Regions from separate parts of the Danio rerio genome. Here all the other regions are linked to region 1. The links are chromatin contacts, called in public HiCAR-type maps. All regions are on one chromosome and are shown on one strand. Each heading gives the region's core, a stretch centred on a gene start, on an enhancer-like site or on the middle of the called end of the contact. The rest is flanking DNA. Distances are from core to core; before and after follow the strand shown.

Evidence for each region. HiCAR-type assays count read pairs that join an accessible place to other places.
Region 2: a HiCAR-type map of caudal fin shows a contact between it and region 1, with 5 times the contacts expected there. The contact joins the enhancer-like site here to the promoter of csrnp1b in region 1. A contact is called at or near these places in 5 of 18 Hi-C or Micro-C datasets (embryo, fibroblasts, fin fibroblasts and 1 more) and 3 of 4 datasets of contacts at active chromatin or transcription factors (caudal fin, embryo and gastrula embryo).
Region 3: a HiCAR-type map of caudal fin shows a contact between it and region 1, with 16 times the contacts expected there. The contact joins the enhancer-like site here to the promoter of csrnp1b in region 1. A contact is called at or near these places in 10 of 18 Hi-C or Micro-C datasets (caudal fin, embryo, fibroblasts and 4 more) and 2 of 4 datasets of contacts at active chromatin or transcription factors (caudal fin and embryo).

The regions. Positions count from the first base shown.
Region 1 is chr24:23,587,397-23,591,043 of GRCz12tu, reverse strand. csrnp1b (cysteine-serine-rich nuclear protein 1b) reads left to right here and starts at 1,530. Exons shown (of 6, transcript NM_199619.1): 1 at 1,530-1,596.
Region 2 is chr24:23,810,105-23,813,857 of GRCz12tu, reverse strand. The region is part of intron 2 of LOC141380670 (a long non-coding RNA gene); the gene reads left to right. It also overlaps a transcript of LOC556668 not described here. Among named protein-coding and RNA genes, the nearest start is that of slc22a13b, 76 kb to the left of the region's middle. Within about 2 kb of position 1,522, at least 7 of the 62 cell types and tissues checked have an H3K27ac peak or open chromatin away from gene starts, as enhancers often do.
Region 3 is chr24:23,828,528-23,832,367 of GRCz12tu, reverse strand. The region is part of intron 2 of LOC141380670 (a long non-coding RNA gene); the gene reads left to right. It also overlaps a transcript of LOC556668 not described here. Among named protein-coding and RNA genes, the nearest start is that of slc22a13b, 58 kb to the left of the region's middle. Within about 2 kb of position 2,002, at least 3 of the 62 cell types and tissues checked have an H3K27ac peak or open chromatin away from gene starts, as enhancers often do.

The DNA.
Region 1 (3,647 bases), core at 281-2,780:
ATATATATATATATATATATATATATATATATATATATATATATATATATATAGAAAGCTACTTTAAAGCAAAATAGATTCTGGTTATCTTAAAATGTTTTAAGAAAGCACAATTGATCATGATTTCAGTGTGTATACTCCAATATTTTGCCAGCCACTGTGGTTACCATAGTAAATGTTTTGAAGGCAATGAAAGATTTACAGTTTCCCATAACTCGCGCTGTTGTTCCGGTCTCTCTCTCGTTCTCTGTGTGCGCCAGGAGGAGTGTCGCCCCGCGCGGAAGGCAGGAAGCGGCGCGTGGGCTCAGTGTCACCGCCTGCGTCACACGCCAGGAGGGAGTTTTCCACTGACGAAAAGACTGCGCTGCTCCGCGTCTGCTTCAGACAAGAGGAACAGCTTCAGCTGCCGCTCCAGTCCGCCGAGCGCACAATAGCCGCACGAACACAACGGGATCTCTTTACGGATAAACGCGCGATCGCATCTCTTGGATTATTACAGCTTCATCTTTTCCTAGATAGTGATTTACTAATGCTGATCGGACACGTTATTGGTGAGTAGCGGAGCTCCGCGCTGTTTAACGCCGCACTTGTAATGTGTCTAATAGGCAAACCTCGGATCTGGAGTCCAGCCAGATAGTTTCAATGTTCTTTTGTCGGCCAGTGTAAAGAGATAAAATGTGTTGTGTAACTATTTCAAGTAGCAAATCCAGAGGACATTGTTGTATACTGTCGTGGCAGAAAAAAAAACTAACTAAAGTTATTAAGCCATTGTCTTGCGTTTTAATTGTGTTATAATAAACTCTGGTAAGCTTAATTAATTTAATTTCTGGTGCTTTAATGTAAACCGTTTTAAGTGTGTAGATCGGTCTAAATATTCGCGGGTTTTATGCTTTTTTCTGTCAGTAATTTTGATTGGCAGTGTTTGCTGGGTTTTAATAAAAGATAGCCTTATTCTCATAAGCAGCTGTTGGCGGTTCTGATCGGATCCATTGGCAGAATTCCAGGATAGTGGACCGTATGTGTGTGTATCCGATAAGCCGTAATTGCTAGTTTGAATGTGTGTGAGTGTTGAGTGCATTCCTCGTTCACGTTTATAGCGCTGGTGTAGCCTATCTTCTGAAGCGCGAGCGACTCCTTAAGGTGCCACACCGCATCAGTTCAGTAGTCTGCATGCAGATCTGCGCTCAGCCTCATATGCACTTCCAGTCCTCGATGACGTCACCGAGGGTGCATACAAGGCTGAATGCAGGTCTGGGGGAGACCTTACTTGATCCGATCCAAACTTCAGCTGGTCGAACCGGTATTTGATCAATAGCCTATAAATGGCTTTTACAGTGCTATTTTATTTGGCTACATTTAAAGGCGCACATAACCAATTGCCTATAATTCATTCACAAAGAAAAGTGTTTTTTATTTATTTATTTAAAAGCAAGCAAAACAGTCTCCCCAGGTCATTTGATAATTGGTTTGATTGACAGTCAATCACGAGGCAACAATCACCAACACGTTGTGCTCTGCGTGATTGGGATAACTGAAGTAAATTAATATTCTCATTCCACTCGGTTTGTTACAATCTCACGGCATTCCTTTTGTCAGGTAATTTTCAATTCCTGACTGTGAGCACATTGAATGTTTGATGGTGGGATTCATTGAGCTTGTTATGTAAATTTTAGTTCAATAATTTCAGTATTTTTTGAAGGCACGAGCGCAGAAGGGTGTGTTATGATGATGATGCTTGTATATTTGTGGCTGTGTCGTAAGTTTGAGTGTGTTTATTTTGCGCGTGCTTCTGTGTGAACGAGCGCGCAGTCGCTGTCACGCGCGACCTCACTCGGATTGTTTGTGGGAACACAAGTCGGATTTTTTCTGGTGTTTTTGTTGACATACCTCACACATTTAGGGGATTTATATTCTTAAAACGAGCTTAGTAAGTCCATTAGCGTTTTATTTCATTTAAAATGCTTTTGCACTACCCTGTGGTAAACTGTTTACAAGTGAGACTTTTTATTCCCATAACCTGCGATGTTGTTTTGAATTCAAGTGCACGTTAAACTAATCAAACAGGACCATAAAAGATTGTATTGTTTACTTACTTCTGGGTTGATGAGGTGTGAACTTGCACGTGTTCCAGAGTCAGTGAAATCACTCAGCTGGTTAAAGTAGCATGTCTGGATAGTTTCCTCCCTCTTCCTATTTAAATCCAGTCATGCTTTGAAAAAATTGAGATGATGCCGTCATAATTGGTGTACATCACAACATGTCATTTTTATTAATCTCCCACCCACAGGCAGGGTGTTTTTATTTGGATAGATATGTGTGTGGCTTTTGTGCAATAGTATTGGGGGGGGTGTTGAAGTCCTGATGTCTCTAAAACCGAGAAGCAGAGGGAACCCATCTGTTTTGTCACTCTCCAACATTCCTCCCAGCTTGTGAGGTACCAGCAAGTGCCCCAGACGTAAGCTGATGACCCCTGGGCTCCCCCCATCCTATAGACGCACACATATACTCTCCCTTGTGAGTCCCGAGAGACTGGTAAAGATGGCTAGTATTTGTTTTTGTCACCATTAAGTTAGTCAGAACAAACTCATACAGATGACTTCTCAAGGAACCTACACTTTGCGGACTGTGTTGGAAGTTTGCATTTCGGATATTGATGCAAATTGCTGCATGTGGAAGTATTTTCTTTCAGTTTTGGCAATTTCCTGAGCAGTCAGAGTTTCTATTCGTTGACATAAACCAGGAGCAGTGATTCTCTCGAAACTGTTAAATAACTTTAGGAGGGTGTTTTGAGATGTTTTTCTTATGGCTCTTAGCATAATTTAGATGACCTTTAGATGGTGATCTTCATAATAATTAATAATCGGTTCATCGTCATGTGAGGGACCCCCATCCTAAAAAGTAAACAACAGTATATGGTCAAACAGATCTGATTCATTTTGTTATTTTATAAAATGTTACATTTCCACCTCTCTGAATTCCAGTGTGAAATATTGTCTAAGTTAGAATTGGTACCCTTTTTGCTTAAATAACTTTTTAATTCAAATTGAAAACATGTCTATGGAAATGCGAAGTTTGATGATGTATTGAATCCATAGTGTAGCATGTGAGAGAAATCTTCATCTCCACCCTAATAACATCATCTCGTCAATATGACAATAACGTCATCATCTCTAATGATTCGCGACTCCATCAGGTGTTTGTGTCGGTGTTTCTGTCTGAGGTGGATCCTCTTGGGCAATAGTGGTCTGGACAATGCAGACACATCTGGGATAGATAGACTATTACAGAACGTGCCGCTATGCCAGAGTAGAATTCCTGTGGGCTGGAGACATCGCATTATTTATTTGTTTAAAGTTCTCGCCCGCTACCCTCCTCCCACATCAGTGCGCTCTCCTATTTGGGATGAATGTGTGCTCTGCATGGGTTGAGGCTCAGGAACAGAATGTCTCTGGCGTAGTTTAACATCTAGAGTGATGATCGGCACAACCACACATCTCCCTCCTCTCGCCTGACTGCAGTTTTTAAAGGCTGACCAGCAGAGGGAGGGTTTCTTATATTCTGCTGGAATTTGAATTCCAATACAATTATTGCAAGTGATTTTTTTTTTTTTTTTCACTAAATATTATTTATACTTGCGCTTTTTAGAT
Region 2 (3,753 bases), core at 273-2,772, 220 kb before region 1:
ATTCTTATTTCAAAAGATGTTGCAGTTTGTGTGTTCAAAGGATTTTATAAGGAACTCATGTTGTAAAACATGAAGCACATCTGATAACACGTTTACATCACATTTACATTGTCTTTGTGATCTGATAATCATGCTAAACCATATAATGTTGTTAGGCATTGTTTGAAAAAAACAATTCATAAAAATAATGGCTTCCATTATTCGCTCTATCACTGATTTTGACTATGCGTTTGCGGCTGGTTGTATTTATTATTGTGGGAACTGTTTGGTGTACAATATGCTTTAAACAGCTTAGACTTTCCATGTTCAGTTCAAATTGCCTAGCGTTGTGTTCCCTCAGTGTCTTTATATTCAGTATTTGCAATTGTTCTTTCATTTATATCAGAGCTTATCTTTACCACATCTTAAATATGCACTTCTTTTAGAGACAGACTGAGGAGATTTTCATGATGTTATCAGGTGTGTGTGAGAGAGATTATCTTCCCTCAATGGCATTTGCCTCATATAAACATCTCCTGTTCCTAATGCCGTCCTATAGGGGGCAGTGTCTTCTCTGCCCCATCCGAGAGCATTATGATTTACTGTAAAAACCTCTCCTGGTTAGAGGTTTGGGTAATATTAATGTAATTTTTTTTATACATTTTTTTTAATAAAAAATTTATTTGTTCCATTGTTTTTATTATTATTATTATTATTATTAATTTTATTATTAATTTTATTATTATTATTATTATTATTGTTATTATTATTATTATTATTATTATTATTATTATTAGAAATAAAACATATTAAGTAATTCATTTTTTATTTATAATAATAATTTCAATAATAACATTAATAATAATATTACTTATGATAGTCAAGGACTCAAGACCAAGGATACCAAGGATATTCAAGACCAAAAATTAGGAATTATTTTATTGAAATATTTTATTTTTATTATTTTAATTTAAGTAAATGCTGTTATCTTTTTTTTACTATTCATCAGAGATCTCTTAAAAAGTAAAATACATTACAGTTTTAATGTTAATAATTAAAATTTAATGGTTGAGTAACAATAACAACTGATCCATGAACAAGAACAGCAAGTCAGAAGAACATCAAGTCAGCATGTGAGTTTTTCCAGACTGGTTTATAGTTATATAATAGCTGATTGTAGTCATATAGCATATACAGTTGAAGTCAGAATTATTAGGACCCCATTTCCTTGCTCTGTTAAACATCATAGGAAATATTTTAAAAAGAAAAAAAATGAAAGGGTGTTTAATAATTCTGATTTCAACTGTAGCATAACATATACAAGTATATACGATTTAGATTTAAAGATTTAAATAGTACTTGGGTTTATGCATTTGTTTATTTTTATTTTCAACAAATATAGCTACTGTATATGCCATGCAGTCTGTGTGTGTAAGCTTGTATTATTAATGGGAAAAGTTTAAGACGTTTATAGATGGATTGGCATGTGGCAACACAGTACATAGTCTATATTTGGGTTGAGAGAGAGAAAGAGAGAGAGAGAGAGTCAGTTGGCCAAATGATAGCTGTGGTCTGGATGAGGTGTTACAGTAACCTACAATCAAGACCTGAATAGTCATTTCATTGCTTTACTGTTATTTTTGTGCTTGCAAACACATACAGTATCATTACCAGCCATTGAATGTACACGCTTCTATTATGAGCCAAATTACAATGCTGTATGGAGGGAAATAACGTCAAATTTTTGTAGATATTTATACAATATTGGGTAAAACTTTAATCTTTAACAAAATCTTTAAACTGACAGTGTGCTTGTGTGTTTATTTCAATTTATTGTTGTATTTTTTTTTTTTTTTACAAAATTAATCCTGTTATACACATAAATAGATTATATTTTTAATAAATAGATTAAATACTTATATTTTGTAAAGTATTGATCTTTGCTTAAATTTTAGGGGTTTGTTGCATCAAAAGTTTTAGTTTTATATATTAGCAATCCTAAATTATTAGACCCCCTGTATATTTTCCCCTGAACTTCTGCTTTTCTTTTCAACACATTTCCAAAACATAATAGTTTTAATAACTAATATTTATTAACTGATTTCTTTTATCTTACTGATCTTCCAGTAAGAATGATAGACTCACCGAATGCACACAGGACTTCCCCAATCATTTATGCCTAAATTCCCCTTAAAACAAAACACAATCAAATGACAATAACCTGATTCACATTGATGTAAGAAAGCAGATCTGTTTTACGCTGTCTTCTAGTTTTAATTGATTATTCAAAGCCTACATGACATCAAAATGCCCTTTTTACTGGTCTGTCTGTGCACAAATGTTTATCTTTTATCGAGTTCCTAATCACTTGTTCTGCTTGTGAAAGAATCCTCAATAAATAGCTCGTTTAAATTTACAATACTTTACAATATAAAAACAGTATTGGTGGCCAACATCATTTCATATCGACTTCAAGAGGTTTATAGTAAGATAAAAAAACTCATTTTTAATTTGTGCATAATGCCAGACAGGAGATGACGGATTAAAGCCCACCATGACAGATTCATGTCACTGAAATGATAATTATTGATGATGTTGCTGTACATGGGTCTGCTTTTTTTCTGTTGTCTCCTGTGGGCTGTACATGTCGTCAGCTCTGCTTTGCATTATGCAGGTTTGACTGCAGGGAGTTTGATTAATGGCCGGAGTCAAAGGGGACAGACAGAGGAGCACACAACAGCATCCGCAGCACAGACAATACTACAGCATCTATATACTGTATGAAGGGCTTTTACTATCAGCATTTTTCAGCAAAGGAACACAAGAGAATACAGAAAAAGCTCTTATTTAGAATGAAGAAATGTTGCTTGTTGATATGCACAATATGTTCAATCGCATATGCACAATATGTCCATTTAAATCCCTCCATTTTGCTGCGATGGCTGTTCTATGTTTGACTAGCAATAACTATTAGAAATAGCATATGTTTAAAAGTGAAATTGTTACTTTTTGCGCATATAGAAGTTCAGTGTAGAAAAATATAATTCACTGAATGCAACTTAACCACAGACCTGCGATTATATCTCTCTGTAAAAAAAAAAAAAAAAAAAAAAAAAAAAAAAATATATATATATATATATATATATATATATATATATATATATATATATATATATATATATAATCTTATAACCTCTTTCTAGGTTACGGGACTATATAGATGTCTAGAAACACAGTTTAATTATATGGTGAATATATATATATATATATACATATATATATATATACAGTTGAAGTCAGAATTTTTTTTCTTTTTTTTTAATATCTCCCAAATGATGTTTAACAGTGCAAGGAAATTTTCACAGTGTGTCTGATAACTTTTTCTTTTTCTTCTGGAAAAAGTCCTATTTGTTTTATTTCGGCTAGAATAAAATCAGTTTTACATTTTTTAAAAACCAAATATTGGACAAAATTATTAGTCCCTTTAAGCTTTTTTTTCGAGTCTACAGAACAAACCATCGTTATACAATAACTTGCCTAATTACCCTAACCTGCCTAGTTCAAGTAAGATATTATTTAATGTCATCATGATAAAGATAAAAGAAATCAGTTATTAGAAATAGGTTTCTAAAACTATTATGCTCAGAAATGTGCTGAAACACTATTCCCTCCATTAGACAGAAATTTGAGGGAAAAAAAGATATATTTTATATTATATATATATATATATATATATATAAATACATACATACATACATACATACATACATACAT
Region 3 (3,840 bases), core at 753-3,252, 240 kb before region 1:
GTATATCACTCTTCCTTCACGCACACATGCTGAGTCTTTCTTTTACGGTCATGCTTATCAGAAAACAGTCGACACCGTGACAACAATGTGAATTGCGTTAATGAAGTCCTGCCATTGTCCTGTCCAGTTTACAGCATGTGAAGCACTGGGGTCAAGCACAGGGCAGCAACTCACAGCACCACTGATTTCAGCTCTGTCTCAATTCTTGTTGCCTTTTGCCTGATTCCCTGAATTCTTGGACTAAAAGTTATTTACAACACCAACAAGTCACATTCTTTAAATTCTTGTGTTACTCTACTTTTCCTTTGGAGCCCTCCCCACCCCCCTCTTTCTCTTTCTCTGTCATGTGGTCAGTGATGTTTTTGGTACAATAGTTGTAGTTCTAAAGTAAAATTGCTTCAGGCACATAACTAGGTGTTCCTTCAACTACAGGTACTTTATGTTCCAGAACATACAGCTTTTCTTCCTTTTTCATATTCTGAACCCACACTTGGAGGGCAAATCAAATGTGTTATGTAGTATTTTTCATTAGTAAATTGTACATATGCAGCGAGGCAGTGGCGCAGTAGGTAGTGCTGTCGACTCGCAGCAAGAAGGTCACTGGGTTGCTGGTTCGAACCTCGGCTCAGTTGACGTTTCTGTATGGAGTTTGCATGTTCTCCCTGCCTTCGTGTGGGTTTCCTCCGGGTGCTCCGGTTTCCCCCACAGTCCAAAAACATGCGGTACAGGTGAATTGGGTAGGCTAAATCGTCCGTAGTGTATGAGTGTGTGTGTGAATGTGTGTGTGGATGTTCCCAGAGATGGGTTGAGGCTGGAAGGGCATCTGCTGCGTAAAAACTTGCTGGATAAGTTGGCAGTTCATTCCGCTGTGGTGACCCCGGATTAATAAAGGGACTAAGCTGACAAGAAAATGAATGAATGAATTAATGAAATTGTACATATTTTAGTATGCTCTTTTTTGTTGTTGTCATAATACATAGTTATGGTATACAGCAAGTGCTGTATATACTGTAAGAATTTGCAGATGTCCAAAATATGCTTATAGCTTATAAATCTTTGTTTATTATTATTATTATTATTATTAATAATAATAATAATCAACAGTTTTCAACCTTTCCACTGTATAAATGTTTTAACTTACTTAATATATATATGTATGTATATATATATATATATATATATATATATATATATATATATATATATATATATATATATGTATGTATGTATGTATGTATGTATGTATGTATGTATACACACACACACACACACACACACACACACACACACACACACACACACACACACGTATATATATATATATATATATATTTCCCGCATTATATAAGATATTATGTTTAATATTTTTATTCCGCTGTGGCACCCTCTAAAATAGAGACTAAGCTCAAGGAAAATTAAAGAATAAATATCAGTGACCTATGGTGAGGTTTGTGGCTGGTAAGGGACTGACTCTTTCAGGATCATATTTACAAATATGCACACAATATATTTGCCAACTACCGATTTTGTTTCATATATCATAGCAGCATTATTTCTATACAAATGGCATTTTCTATACACATGGCAATGTTGAGCGATTTTGATCATAAAAATGATTGAAACCATTTGAATCATACAGAAATTACACACACACACACACACACACACACACACACACACACACACACGCACACACACACACACACATATATATATATGAATGAATGAATGTATAACTGAATGTATATATAATAAATTAATGTATATACACGATGAATATATATTATGTGAATGAATGAATATATACATACATTTTATATTTATTTATTATATTCATAAATAAAATGCATTTGAAGGGATCAGAGGTGAAGAAAAAGCCAAGTATCATGGCTCAGCAGTCCTTGTATGGCACCCTTAGAAGGTCAGCTGGCACATCTGCTATGATCATGGGCATCGTGACTGTGTGGAGAGCAGGGCTTGACTCAGATCTGACTCACTGCTCCTGTGGGTTCATTTCTCCACTGATCTCGCAGCTCTTGCCCTCAGCTGTGCCAGGAATGGACTCACACAAGCTCTGGCACAGAAAAAAACGAGCGACTGATGAAAATAAATAACGTACTACTGAGTTCCGGATCAGTGTGGGGACATTATGCTGTGTTGTTTGGCCCCTGTGATAGTCAGATATTTAGAGAAACTGCAGAGCTTGATGATGACAACTATGAATTTGTCAAACAGAACAATGAGTACGTGCTGTGCGTTTCTATTCTAGTGATGGTGATAATAATGCTGATGATTAAGATAATGACACAAGCTTTAGCTGTTGTTACTAGTGTGAGGTCAGCGTTGTAATAAAGTGGTATATTTCTTTTTAATATTCAGGTGGTGCAGTCACATGGGGGATGATGCTAGTCACTACAATAGACAATGACTTAACCATTGCATCATTAAATGAGGCGTTCATGTGATAAAAGTAATCCTTGGTGGAGACATAATGCTGATTCATTATCAGATGATGATAATGGTGATGATAATGATGATGAGAGATCACATGTGTAACACCAGCTACACTTTTGTTTAATAAATTATGCCTTTATGCACACAGACCTATGTGAATGTATGTATGTACTGTATGCTTGTGATAATCTGACTATAGAAAAAAGTATTTGTTTTCTGGAATATACATGTGTTATTATTAATTGTTAGAAGTATGGTACACAATATAAACACCTTTTAGCTAGTATGGGGTTAACAGCTTATAATGATGATGATGATGGTGATTAGAGATCACACGTGTAACACCAGCTGCCCTTTTGTTATTAAATCGTGCATTTATGCACACAGACCTATGTATTTATACAATAATCCAAGCATAAAAACATGTATTAATGTAGTTTGTCAGAAAAATGATATCACCTTTTAGTTGATATGTGTTTAACAACTGTTAAAGCTGTTGCTTTTGTATTTTTATATTGAATTTTTATAGAATCATTTTAGCCATATTAGGAATTATAAATTACAGTTTTTTTTCAGTGGCTTTGGTGCATTTCTCACAACACTATTTACATTTGCACAATAGTTCATGCATTTTTCAAAACAATTAATAATTTGTGCTCATCATAGTAACAGTTTCTCATTCCGTCCAACAAATTGCAAATGCTTTTGCACTCTCTGCTGTTTTATAACATCATAAATTGCTTATGTCATATCAGTCAAATTTAACTAAACTTGTAAATTCTTAATAGTCACTCCATATTAAACTAATAGTCCTCATTTCATTACTCGAGTCATTGCATACAAAAATGTTGAACTAGTCAAAATCAGTCAAGCTAATTTTATTTTTAAAAATGTAAATCTTTTTTTTTCCCCTAAAAATGTCTTCTAAATTAAACAATTTCAGGAATGATTAACAGACCTATGTATGTTTTAGGTATGTGGTAGGTTTCAATATGTACGTCAATATTGTTTACAGTTGTGCACAGCTCCACCCAAATTAAGTTTATGTTTGTTGTAAATAAGTGTGTATTTATTCTTTTGCACAATGTTGTGACTAAATTAGAATTGCAAAGAGCAAATGCAATAAAAATGTGAAACATACATATTTAGTGTCTTGTACTCATACCTCACTAAATGCATTAATGTCTAACTTTAATGTAGTTTTTAAATGGCTGTGCAGATAGTTCTGTCTTGAGCATTTTCAGGAAGTGTCACCAAAATCTGACTGTTTTGAATTGGAAAACATGTACAGAATAAACTGACATAATGAAAACATGACAAATCCATTTGAATTTCTTGTCTATAAACAATGGTGTCAGGAGTTTTCATCTTGTTGACACTGACGCT